3 separate regions of the Mus musculus genome follow, and regions 1 and 3 are each linked to region 2. Evidence: chromatin contacts called from public HiChIP or PLAC-seq and promoter capture Hi-C data. All regions are on one chromosome and are shown on one strand. Each heading gives the region's core, a stretch centred on a gene start, on an enhancer-like site or on the middle of the called end of the contact. The rest is flanking DNA. Distances are from core to core; before and after follow the strand shown. Region 1 holds the start of Tfap2e (transcription factor AP-2, epsilon). Region 2 holds the start of Ago4 (argonaute RISC catalytic subunit 4). Region 3 overlaps Ago3 (argonaute RISC catalytic subunit 3).

What was found. Promoter capture Hi-C pulls out the DNA fragments that hold promoters and counts their contacts. HiChIP or PLAC-seq counts read pairs in DNA pulled down with a chosen protein or histone mark.
Region 1: a promoter capture Hi-C map of liver shows a contact between it and region 2. The contact joins the promoter of Tfap2e here to the promoter of Ago4 in region 2. A contact is called at or near these places in 11 of 39 promoter capture datasets (the C10 cell line, HPC-7-derived erythroid cells, cranial neural crest and 6 more), 1 of 15 datasets of contacts at CTCF or cohesin (the NIH/3T3 cell line), 8 of 484 Hi-C or Micro-C datasets (bone marrow-derived DN2 thymocytes, bone marrow-derived macrophages, embryonic fibroblasts and 3 more), 6 of 115 datasets of contacts at active chromatin or transcription factors (embryonic basal ganglia, embryonic forebrain, embryonic stem cells and 3 more) and 4 of 9 other capture datasets (adipose tissue, embryonic stem cells, liver and 1 more).
Region 3: a contact with region 2 is called in an H3K4me3 HiChIP or PLAC-seq map of bone marrow-derived macrophages, with 2.6 times the contacts expected there. The contact joins the enhancer-like site here to the promoter of Ago4 in region 2. A contact is called at or near these places in 10 of 39 promoter capture datasets (the C10 cell line, the HPC-7 cell line, embryonic stem cells and 3 more), 3 of 484 Hi-C or Micro-C datasets (bone marrow, embryonic stem cells and nephron progenitors), 1 of 115 datasets of contacts at active chromatin or transcription factors (bone marrow-derived macrophages) and 1 of 9 other capture datasets (adipose tissue).

Annotation. Positions count from the first base shown.
Region 1 is chr4:126,734,642-126,738,451 of GRCm38.p6, reverse strand. Tfap2e (transcription factor AP-2, epsilon) reads left to right here and starts at 2,183. Exons shown (of 7, transcript NM_198960.2): 1 at 2,183-2,487; 2 at 2,800-3,282; 3 at 3,801-3,810. The coding sequence starts at 2,461.
Region 2 is chr4:126,531,987-126,536,164 of GRCm38.p6, reverse strand. It overlaps Ago4 (argonaute RISC catalytic subunit 4), which reads left to right and starts at 2,707. Exons shown (of 18, transcript NM_153177.3): 1 at 2,707-2,980. The coding sequence starts at 2,962.
Region 3 is chr4:126,399,785-126,403,676 of GRCm38.p6, reverse strand. It overlaps Ago3 (argonaute RISC catalytic subunit 3), which reads left to right. Exons shown (of 19, transcript NM_153402.2): 5 at 376-512. Among named protein-coding and RNA genes, the nearest start is that of Ago3, 28 kb to the left of the region's middle. Within about 2 kb of position 2,511, at least 4 of the 459 cell types and tissues checked have an H3K27ac peak or open chromatin away from gene starts, as enhancers often do. A contact at or near this core is called in bone marrow-derived macrophages, where this site is marked.

The DNA.
Region 1 (3,810 bases), core at 934-3,433, 200 kb before region 2:
CATCTATCTCTGAGACTCATTTCAGACGTCTCACGACTGAGGTCAAGGGTCTAGGGTGAGGGAAGCAGGCACAGACATGGATAACAAACACACACTCACACCAGATCTTAGATGCATCCTGAGGAGGAAAGCTGCACAGCTGTGGATAACAAAGTCAAACTCACACCAGATCTTAGATCTGTCCTGAAGAGAAAGGCTTCACAGCTGCCCCCATCTGCCTCCCCCGCCATCATAGCTGCTGGTTCCGGCCTCTGGGAAGCTCTCAGGGATGAATCCTCGGATACTAGCTAGTTTCATCCTCTCCTCACAGCCCCCACAGCCCCATCCCATGTGTCATGGCTGAAAGAAATCCAGCCTCGGCTTCGTTCTAGCCATGTGCCATCTAGAACATAGGTTAATGTTCTAATCTCTCAATGGTATCACTTTTACCTTCTCATCTGTTTCTTCACCAGAAAGAAACAGAAGGTGGCAGCGATTCCTCTCCACTAGTTTTTGTTGCAGAAACAGAACTTGGAGAGGAAGCCAGACTTGTCCAGAATTACACAGCCTCTGAGGAGTGAGACTAAATTTTAAATGCCTGAGTCCAAGACAGGAAAGAATAATGATCCTGAGAACAGAGAAGGGCCACCCCAGCACTGCCACTGAACTAGTTGTTTGACCATAGGCCAGTAAGTCACCTAGCCTCTCTGTGCCTTGTTCCTCACTTGAAAATGAGGGTGACAAAGGACTTGGTGAGTTAGGAGACTCCATATTAACGGTGTGTGGTGAGTGGGCACCGTGACCATTTCTATCCCCTCCCTATTTTCAACATGAAAAAGAAAACATCTTTCTGCTTTTTATTAAGATTTATTTATTTTATGTGAGTATATTTTTGCTGTCTTCAGACACACCAGAAGAGGGCATATGATCTCATTACAGATGGTTGTGAGCCACCACATGGCGGCTGGGAATTGAACTCGGGATCTGTGGAAGAGCAGTCAGTGCTCTTAACCACTGAGCCATCTCTCCAGCCCTCTGCTTTTTAAATTCTCATTGTCATTAGGATTTCTCTCACTTGCCTTTTCTTAATCCCCATCTCTGCTTCTTAGGACAGACGGGTTAAATTTTGGAAGAAAGAAAAGGGATTGGTAGTGGTCATTAGGGCATGTTTGACAGAGAGAAAGAGAGAGAGAGAGAGAGAGAGAGAGAGAGAGCACCTGCCATGGTGATGGTGACACACAAATGCGTAGACTGTGCCTAGGTGTGACAATGCACCCCTTCCACCCTGTGTCAGTATTTTGGCCTCTTCTTAAGTGCAGATCATGCCAGACTCCTACTCTCTGTGCCTAGGTGGTGTCCTCAGCATCCAAGGATCCTGGCTTGGCATTGAGGATTACCAGCTTAGAAAGTCTGAGAGAAGTCAGCATTTTCAGAGCGTTTTTTGGATCCAAAACCATGAAAGAGAGGTTGCTAACACCCCCTCTCTCATTCTCTCTCTCTCTCTCTCTCTCTCTCTCTCTCTCTCTCTCTCACACACACACACACACACACACACGCACACACACACTGACACAAGTATGCACATAAACTGATGGGCTTGAGTTTGCCACTCACCGGTGTATTCCACACTCACCCTTGGGTGGTCAGAGAAAAGACCATTTAACAGGGAAGAAAGCTGATACCAGAAACAAGGAATGCTTTGCTCAAACTCAAAGGCGAACGCGTACATTTGTTTAAGCATTAATTTTAAAAGATTTAGAAGGGAGTGGCGAGATCGTTTATTGGGTTAATTCATTGACCACGAAGCCTCAAGACCTGAGTTCGAACCTTCAGGACCCACAGGATGGAAGCAAATAACTGACTACTGCAAGTTGTCCTCTGACCCGCACATCGGGCACACGGGTGAGCCCTTCCACTAAATAAGTTAATGTAATAAGCAAATGTAAAGAGAAAATTCACAGACCCGAGCGAACACAGACCCCTGAGTTGCATTCCAGCCTCGAATCCCATTTGATCGCAGCTGCAAGCTTGGAGGCCAGAAGGAGCTCACATCAGCTGGACTCGAATTCATTCACTCCTCACCCCACCGGTTCCCACCAGAGCCACGCCTCCCTTTCCGCAGCCAAGGGAAAAGGCTGAGATAGGCCATAGCTTGTCTCTTTAATGCGCGCCCCCAGAGGCCCGAGCGCGCCCCCGCCGCTATAACTAGAGTGCATGGAGCAGGCTGAGCTCAGAGGGCGGGCGCTGGGCACCCGTTGCCCGACTTTTTTCCAAGTGCCATCAGCTCCCGTCTGGCCCATTTCCATGGACGCTCCCGCAGGCGTCCCCCGCTGAGTACCCCGTACCTTCTGGACTCCCGGCAGACTTACCCCCAGCTTCCAGACGGTGATCCCCGTGGGCTGTAAGGGCTCCCGGCTCTCGCCTCGCCGTCGAACGAGGGCTGTGTCTCCGCCACACCTCACGCCCCACACTACCCGCCCCATGTTGGTGCACACATACTCCGCCATGGTGAGTAGACTCGGGTCCCGGGCACACTGGGCAGAGGGCATCGAGGAGCCTGGCTGCTGAAGCCTCCAAACCTTCTGCCCCCCACCCCCGCGCCAACGAAATCGCGAAGGTAGGGGACCGTAGGGCCTCTTGGCAGCCCAGGAAGTGGTGGCAGAGACCCGTACGTGGTTGGTCTCCAGCCTGGGGCCGCGGCGCCCGCGGGGCCAACGCCGGTGGACAGCTGCAGGACACCCGCGAGCTGGAGGGGACCTGGCGGGCTGGTGTCTTTTCGGCCGCTCATGGGTCACCTAACGCACGCCTCCCCTTCTGCAGGAGCGCCCCGACGGGCTGGGCGCAGCGGCTGGCGGGACCCGCCTGTCGTCCCTGCCCCAGGCGGCCTACGGGCCCGCGCCGCCACTGTGTCACACTCCCGCCGCCTCTGCCACCGCGGACTATCATCCTCCTTACTTCCCGCCGCCCTACCCTCAGGCGCCGCTGCCCTACGGCCAGGGTCCCGACGCCACCGCTGCCTTTCCGCACCTCGCCGCTGACCCCTACGGCGGCCTAGCGCCCCTGGCGCAGCCGCAGCCCCCGCAGGCCGCCTGGGCCGCACCCCGTGCGGCCGCCCGCGCCCACGACGAGCCGCCGGGCCTGCTGGCGCCACCCGCCCGCGCTCTGGGTCTCGACCCGCGCCGAGACTACGCCGCCGCGGTTCCCCGGCTCCTGCACAGCCTGGCCGACGGCGCGCACGGCCTGGCCGATGCTCCCCTCGGTCTTCCAGGATTGGCGGAGCCGCCCGGTCTGGAGGAATTGCAGGTAAGCCCAGAGTGAGCCACGGTGGGTCCCGATGGGCAGCGATTTAGCATCCTGGCTGGAAACAAAAAAGTAACAAAAGTAGGAGCCCGGCTCTTCTCCCAGGTGCAACTTTCCATCTCTGCCGCTAACAGGGAGTCTTCCGTTAGATGCTGTCTGGCCAAAAGATGGCCTCGAACTGTGCCTGGGTGGCAGCAGCCCTCGTGGAATCACTTCTTTCTCTCCCCACTGTAGGGTTGAGCCATGGTGGGCATCCATACCCAGTCCCAGTCCGCAGGGGCAACCTGGGCCGGGGTTAGGAGAGGCACAGGAGTGGTCTATCTAAGGCAAGGCAATCATCCAGGCAGTGCTGCAGCTTAGACGCATATGGTGCTGAGCCCAGGCTATTCCTGGTCACGCCTGTCCCCCGGTAGCCGCCTCAGGCAGCCGGTGGTACGCGTAGGGCGGAGCAGACATGGACTAGGGGTAGCTGGGCGACTAGGTCCATACGGACCCTCACTGCCATCCTCTTCTATTTGCAGGCGATAGATG
Region 2 (4,178 bases), core at 1,458-3,957:
AAATAAATAAATAAATAAATAAATAAAAATAAAAATAAAAATAAAAATAAAAAAATTTTAGGGGCTGGAGAGATGGCTCAGTGGTTAAGAGCACCGACTGCTCTTCTGAAGGTCCTGAGTTCAAATCCCAGCAACCACATGGTGGCTCACAACCATCCATAATGAGATCTGACTCCCTCTTCTGGTGCATCTGAAGACCGCTACAGTGTACTTAAGATATAATAATAAATTAATCTTTAAAAAAAAAAAAGAAAAAAGAAATCCTCCTGTCTCTGCCTCCCAAGTGCTGGGATTAAAGGCGTGCGCCACCACGCCCTGCACAGCACACATTCTTAATGGTTGAGTCATTTCTCAACCATTTAAAAACTGGGGCTCAGCCGGGCAGTGGTGGTGCATGCCTTTAATCCCAGCACTTGGGAGGCAGAGACAGGAGGATTTCTGAGTTCGAGGCCAGCCTGGTCTACAGAATGAGTTCCAGGACAGCCAGGGCTACACAGAGAAACCCTGTCTCGAAAAACAAAACAAAACAAAACAAAAGAGTGTGTGCTGCTCTTGCAGGAGACTTAGGTTCAAGTCCCAGTCCCTATATTCAGCAGTTCATAACCACCCTTAACTCTAGCCTCACAGGACCAGGAGCACTCTTCCGACTTCCATGTGTACTACATTCACACGCACAAACCCACAGTCAAACCCATACACATCCCCATAATTGAAAAAAAAAAACAAAAACAAAACTTTAAAAAAAAACCAACAAACTGTGAGCTTCATCCTGGGCATGGTGATGCATACATGTCTGTAACTCGGCCCTTGAGAATCCATGGCAGAAGGATCAGCAGTCATCCTTAGTCACACAGCAAGTTCTAGACCAGCCTGGGGCATGTGAGACCCTGTCTCAAAACAGCAATAACAAAATCCAAACCAAAACAAATCCCTTGAGCTTCTTTCTAGACAGTGGTTTTTCTTTTCCTTTTAGTTATACACCAGTTTTTCTTTTCTTTTCTTTTCTTTTCTTTTCTTTTCTTTTCTTTTCTTTCTTTCTTTCTTCCTTCCTTTCTTTCTCTCTCTCTCTCTCTTTCTTTCTTTCTTTCTTTCTCTGTGTGTGTGTGTATGTATGTGTGTGGATTTGTATGTGTGTGTGCATACATGTGTATGTGTATGTGCAGGTATGTGATGTGTGTGTGGTGTATGCATGTGCATGTGTAAGTGTGTGGTGTGTATTTATGTGTGTATGTGGTATGTATATATCTGTGTGTGTATCTGTGTGTGTATGTATGTGTATGTACTGTATGTGTGTGTATGTACAGTGAGCTCCAGTGATCTGCCTGTCTTTGTCTCCTCTGTCTCACTCTGCAGTCCTGGCTGTCCTAGAAGTCACTACATAAGTAAACCGAATTGGCTCTGAACTGCCTCAGTCTCCCTAGTGCTGAGATTAAAGGCTACACTGGGCTGGAGTCTCTTAAAACATGGATTGCCTTAAATTCTTTGGTAGCAAAGGCTGGCCTTGAACTCTCCAACTTCCTACTCAGGCTGTCAATGTTATAAAGTACCTTTACCCACTGAGCCATCTTCCTTATAAGAAAAAGAAGTTGGGGGCTGTAGAGATGGCTTTAGTGGTTAAGGGTACCTCATACTCTTGCAGAGGCCCCAGGTTTGATTCTCAGCCCCTACACAGCTTACATTATCTGTAATCCTGTTTCGAGGGGATTCGATTTGGTCTTCTGGTCTCCGGAGGCACCAGGCACAAACACATGCATGCAGGCAAAAAATACTCATACACATAAATTAATTAAAACCAACCAAACAAAAAGGAGCGGTTTGAATAGAAGTTACCATGGGAAGACCGTGTGATAGCACAAGAAGATAGATTTCTACAACCGAAGGAGAAAAATCACACCCCCTGCCCCAACTCGCCTTGATTTTATTAGACTGTCGGTGTGCAAAACTGAGAGAAAACGCATTTCTATTGCACTAAGCTGAGGTACCCAATGGTGGGCCCCAGCAAACTAGAATGAGAGTGTTGTGCCTTTTTAACTAATAGACTGCCGTTGCCCGTTTAGTTGACCAGACAGCCTATGGTCCTGTCTTAACTGGAAGTCCTGAATGGAAACTTTAAGGACACTTGACTCGCTGAGCTACCTGCTGCCTTGGTGACATGTTGACCAGTCTTGGGACCCAGAACAGAACCTGCTTTCCCTGCACAGGGAAGGAAGGTGACTGGATATGTGGTGTCCGGGGTGAGGGTGGGGGTGGAGTAGGAGGAATGACTGAAGGTGACTGAAGGACCGATTGTGCCTGAAGTGTCCAGGGGTCATCTCTGGTGGTGGTGGAGCGATGGAGGACAGGTTCCTAAGGTGAGTCTCAGGACGAAGTGGAGGGCTGCTGCCTGTGGGTCATCAAGGACTGGAATCCAGCTCTTTCGATGGCGACTTGGAGGAAGGTTGCCAGAATGGGGACCGGCGGAGCGGCGTGCGGGACCGCAGGCGAGCGGGCCCGCTGGTGGAAGGGCGGGCGGGCGCGCGCCTGACGCGTCCTCTGGGCTCGGCCCCCCGGGCGCGCGCCCGTCCCTGCCGCACCCCGCCCCCTGCCTCGGTCAGGCTCGCTGGACCCCGCGCGTGCGGGGCCGCGCACGCCCCCTTCGCTAGCCGGGACCCGGGACCGCAGGCGCCTGGCGCCCCCGCCCCGCCCGGCGGGCGCGCGCCGCCTCCCGCTCCCGTTCCAGCTGGCGGCGGCGGCGGCAGCGGCCGGGATTGTTTTTGTTGTCGCTGAGGCCGGAAGAGCCGTGACAGAGTCGGGTCCCTGTCCCCGGACTGGGCGCCGCCGCCGCCCCCTGCCCGCCCCCGGCCCGCGTCTTCGCGGCGCCGCTTCAGCGCCAATATTCCAGAGAGCAAGCGTTACGCGGCTCCGGCGGGGCCCGGAGCGGGAGGCGCTGGGGACCGGAGCGAGGCGGCCCCCGTCGCCGCCATGGAGGCGCTGGGACCCGGTGAGGAGCGCGCTCGGACCAGGGTCAGACCTGGGGCTCGGGAGGGCAGACAGACCGGCGGAAGGGACTGTCGCTGCCCGACCGCCGCTCGCGGACCCGGCTGCCGGCTGCCAGGCCCCGGGAAGGAAGGGGTCCCATGCCCTCGTCCCTGGGGGGCGGGGACCACGCCCCAGCTGAAGACTCTAGGTCTATTCGGGACCCGTCTAAGGGAGGGAGGCTCAAGAGGTGACCCGAGTTCCCCGGGGTAGGGCAGACCTGTTCGGACCTTAGATCTCTGTCCACGGTCGCCGCGAGGCTAGTTGGGGCCTCAAATGGGACCGTGTGTCTGGGGCACGCCGAGGCCCGGCCCAAACCTGGAAGGCCTTCTACCTTCTGTCAAGGGTTTTCTTGGTGTGGGGCAGAATCCCTGTTTTCTTTTGCACTGGCATCTGGTTCCTCAGATGAGGAGGAGAGACCCACTCACTCATGTCCCTGAAAGCCAAAGGGAGAAATGTCCGTTCTTTTTCCAAAACTCTGAAGTTTGGTATCTGTCAGTTTGTCAGTCCCAGAGTGCTCTGGAATGACAATCCAATACTCTCCAGCAAGGGCATCAATGCCCTGCCTTCCCTTTTAATTGGGTTATCAGAGGCTGTTAAAATCAAACGAAAAAGTGTTTTTGAAACTGTGATTCTTTGCTGGTTATGGGTGGCCCCTGGTTCTCTCGCTCTCTGCTCCAACCCAAGGAAGCTTTCCAAACTCTCACGAATACTCTTCGTTTGGAGCCTTGTGCTCCTGTCTCAAGCCCTACAACAGGTTGCTAATGGCTTGGCTAAGTAGGGCAAGGTTTAGGGGCAGTGATGGAATTAGTTTTCATATTCAAACCTTGTCTACATAGTAGACTTAGTTGTATGTTTTTAAAATTCATAGAAAATTAGGTTTATTGTTTGCATTTGGAAATTTTGCAGGTTTGTTAACTTGGAACATATTTACATAACTGAGCGATTAAATCCTATCTTTATTTGCTGCTTAAGGTTTTCTTAAAAAGCCCACATAGTCAAATGTCATAAGCCTTCAAAAAATAAATCGGCTTAGCTGGGCATGGTGGCATATGCTCATAATGCAAACAGTTCTGGGGTGGAGGCAGGGAGCTCCAGAGTTCAAGGCCAGTCTCAGTTACAAAGTGAGTTTGAGGTAGGCCTGGGCTACTTGAGACCCTGAT
Region 3 (3,892 bases), core at 1,262-3,761, 130 kb after region 2:
TATTTTTAGCAAAGTATTTTAAGGGACAAGTGAGATAGCATACACCTTAATTCCAGCAGTGGGTAAGCAGAAGCAGGCAGATCTCTGTGAGTTAGAAGTCAGCCTGGTTTACATTGTGAGTTCCAGGCTTCCAAGAGCTACACAATGAGACTTTGTCTTTAAAATAAATAAATTAATTAAATAAATTGCTTTGTAAACTGATTCTAAAAATAGACAATTTCAGAGAAGGCTGCTGATGAATTTCTTCACTTTATGCTTTTGTGTGTATAAAAGTATCATTATAATAAACTGTCTTTGCTTTAGTGTCCCCTGTCCTGCAGATTTATTTGTTAGTCTTAGAAGGAAAGGAATGAACATGCCATTTTAATTTTGTAGATATACGCCTGTGGGGCGTTCCTTTTTCTCAGCTCCAGAAGGATATGACCACCCTCTGGGAGGGGGCAGGGAAGTATGGTTTGGATTCCATCAGTCTGTTCGGCCTGCCATGTGGAAAATGATGCTAAATATTGATGGTAAGGGAACTAAAACCATATTCTGAATTGGGTAGTTGATTTCTGTATGGCATGTATATACGGTTTTATTTATACAGTTATATGTACTGGTATCTTAAAGTAATACTACGAATGACAACCTAATAAAACCTTAATATTTTTGTTATATTTAATTTGTAAATCCTTCATACAGAACCTTTGTGAGAATGCTATTAAACCTAAAGCAGCACATGAAAATGTGTAGAAAGCCCTGATGTGATCATTTGAGAATTTTATCTTACAAATAATTGACTTTTGTTCTCTTTACTCTTAAGTCAGCCTTTCATTATAAAATTCATATCTTTTAAAGAAGAGTATTGGTCTTAGTGACCGTAACCAGGCATTCCTGTTGTTACTAATTGCATTCTTATTGTTAGGTGCTTTCCTACAAATATTTTCAAGCTTACATATAAGTAGAGAGAATAATATGGCAAACTGCCATATGTATGTAGCCATTATTCATTTTGTCAGAAATTCTCTACTTTGCTTTTTTCCTCTCTGCAAATATTTAAGTCACATTCTAATACACCACTGAAAATTGTAATGTTTTCCTTTTTTTAATTTTTATTACTTTTTTACGGTCTAATCATTACCCCCTCCCGGTCTGCCCTCCTACAATTCCTCTTCCAACCCCAACCCCCCCCCCCCACCCTGGTCTGGTCTCCAAGAGGATGTCATGTTCCCCACCCTGACAGACCTCCTCACTCCCTGGGGCCTCAAGTCTCTCCAGGGTTAGGCTCATCTTCTCCAACTGGGATCAGACCAAGCAGTCCTCTGCTATATAAAGGGGTGGGGGTCGGGGGATGGAGGTAGTGAGAGAGTGGGGCTGGCTTGGACCTGCTTGTGTATGCTGCCTGGTTGGTGGCTCAGTGTCTGAGAGATCTCAGGGGTCCAGGTTAGTTGAGACTGCTGGTCTTCTGTGGGGTCGCCCTCTTCCTCAGCTTCTTCTAGCCTTTTCCTAATCGAGCCACAGGGGTCCCCACTTCAGACCAGTGGTTGGGTATAAATACCTATGTCTGTCTCTGTCAGTCTGTCTCTGCCAGCTGTTGGTTGGGCCTCTCGGAGGACAGCCATGCTAGGCTCCTGTCTGTAAGCACACCTGTCTGTAAGAAACAATTCTGGGGCAGAGTTTTTAACTATGGGATGGCAACCCCATCCCTTCACTTGATACCCTGTCTTTCTACTGGAGGTGGACTCTGAGTCCCCTCTCCCCATTGTAGGGCATTTCATCTAAGGTCCCTCCCTTTGAGTCCTGAGAGTCTATCACCTCCCAGGTCTCAGGTACTTTCTAGAGGGTTCCCCCACCCCTGATTCCCCATCCCCTGAGGTTTCATATTTCAGAAGCCCTGCAGGCCAGAAAAATCAAATTTCTCCATGGTCCCAAATATGTCTTTTTCTGTGCAATTGATCTGAATCAGAATGAACAAGATTTGCACCTCACTCTCCTTCCCCTGCCCTTGTCTTTCCTCTCTTTAAAATTCTGTTGACTGCCTTCAGAAACTGTATTGTAGAATAGACCCAAATCTGATTTTGTCTTGCTTTTCTTAAGACTGGGTTTCTCAATCCCCTGTATTTCCTGAAAAAGAAGTTATCCCTAGAAGTTTAATTCACTTTGGGTAGAAGATATGAGTGTTTTGTATAATGTCCTATTTGGAGGCAGTACTAGTAGGGGGTCTAAATGGTGGTGCAAAGATGAATCCATAGAACAAACAGGCAGTAAGTACAGAGGTCTCTCCTTTAGAAACCCTACTCAACCTTGGCAGTTACACAGGTATCATTGATCATTGCTCCCAGACCACTTATTTCACTAGAGATTACCAACTGGTGACTTTTCTCATTCTAGTCTTTTTGGATTCAGTGGAATTCCAAGGCACAGTCTCCAGTTAATAAGTCACTAATACTTCTCTTGCGCCCTAGCACAGCAATATGTTCGAGGTTCATCATGTTTCTTGCTTAATATTAGCCATCCCTCCTCCATGGGTCCCTGAATCTTTCTAAATCAACACAGAGCTTCCTCATTTTTTTCTAGCAGTTTTGCCACTGTAGAAATAATAAGAGACACTGTTTAGCCAGTTCCTTTTACACGTGTATTAGAGATATTTTTAATTATGTGCTATCTCCAAATACTATTTTGCATATATTTAACGTATGAATAGGATAAATTACCAGAGATGAGACTGATAAGTCAAAGGTAAATGTACTTATAATTTTGAAGCTGGGCAGTGATGGCACACACCTATAATATTAGCACTCAGGAGGCAGTGGCAAGTGGATCTCTGAGTTCGAGGCCAGCCTGGTCTACAGAGACAGGACAGCCAGGGCTATACAGAGAAACCCTGTCTTGAAAAAAAAAAAAATTAATATTTCCAGATTCTTCTCTATAAAGGCTATAATTATTTCTCATCCACTAGTCAGAAGACTTGTTTCTTTATATATGTGTTGCGGTAAATCTCCTCCCAAATATGTCCCGGCAATGAAAACACGACACAGTTAATATGGTTACATGCTGTGCTCCTAGATTGGGCAGATCTACAGCTACACTACCATCTTCCACAGCTTATGAGACCCCTTAGAACTTGCGGTTTCTCCAGGCCATGTGCTTCTGCTCCACTTTTCTTCTTCTTCTTCCTCCTCCTCCTCTGTGTCCTGTGTGCTGGCTCAGTCCCTGTTCGTAGCCACTCACAGGAGAACGGAATTAACATCAAGTATAATTAGCCCCAGGGCTATCCACAACATATATGTGCTATCAAACTCTTAGGTTTTTGCCAATTAAATTTGCTATTTTAAGTGATTTTTGTTGTTGATGATTTATTGTCTTAATTTTTGGAAACAGGTTCTTTTTGTTGTTGTTGTTGGTTTTTTTTTTGTTTTGTTTTGTTTTTTTTTGTTTTTGTTTTTTGAGACAGGGTTTCTCTGTGTAGCCCTGGCTGTCCTGGAACTCACTTTGTAGACCAGGCTGGCCTGGAACACAGAAATCCATCTGCCTCTGCCTCCCGAGTGCTGGGATTAAAGGCGTGCGGTGCGCCACCACGCCCGGCTGGAAACAGGTTCTTATGTGTGGCTCACCCTAGCTTAAACCTCCCTATGTGGTCCAAGCTGCCTTTGTACTCCAATCTCAGTCCCCAGCTGTAGGAGTATAGGCATGGATTGCTTACTGTACCTGCCTCAGAACAAAGCAAATAGGTCTTCACTACTACAGGACCCCTGTGATCCATTCTTTTTCACTTTTACATATTGTTAATGTACTAAGAATAGAGCCCAAGGCCTTGATTTGGCTAGCCATACACCTTAATAAGCTCTTGGTTTGTGTATTTTGTTCTTTTTTCCTTTCTTTTTAAAATTTATTTTGAGAATTTCATGAG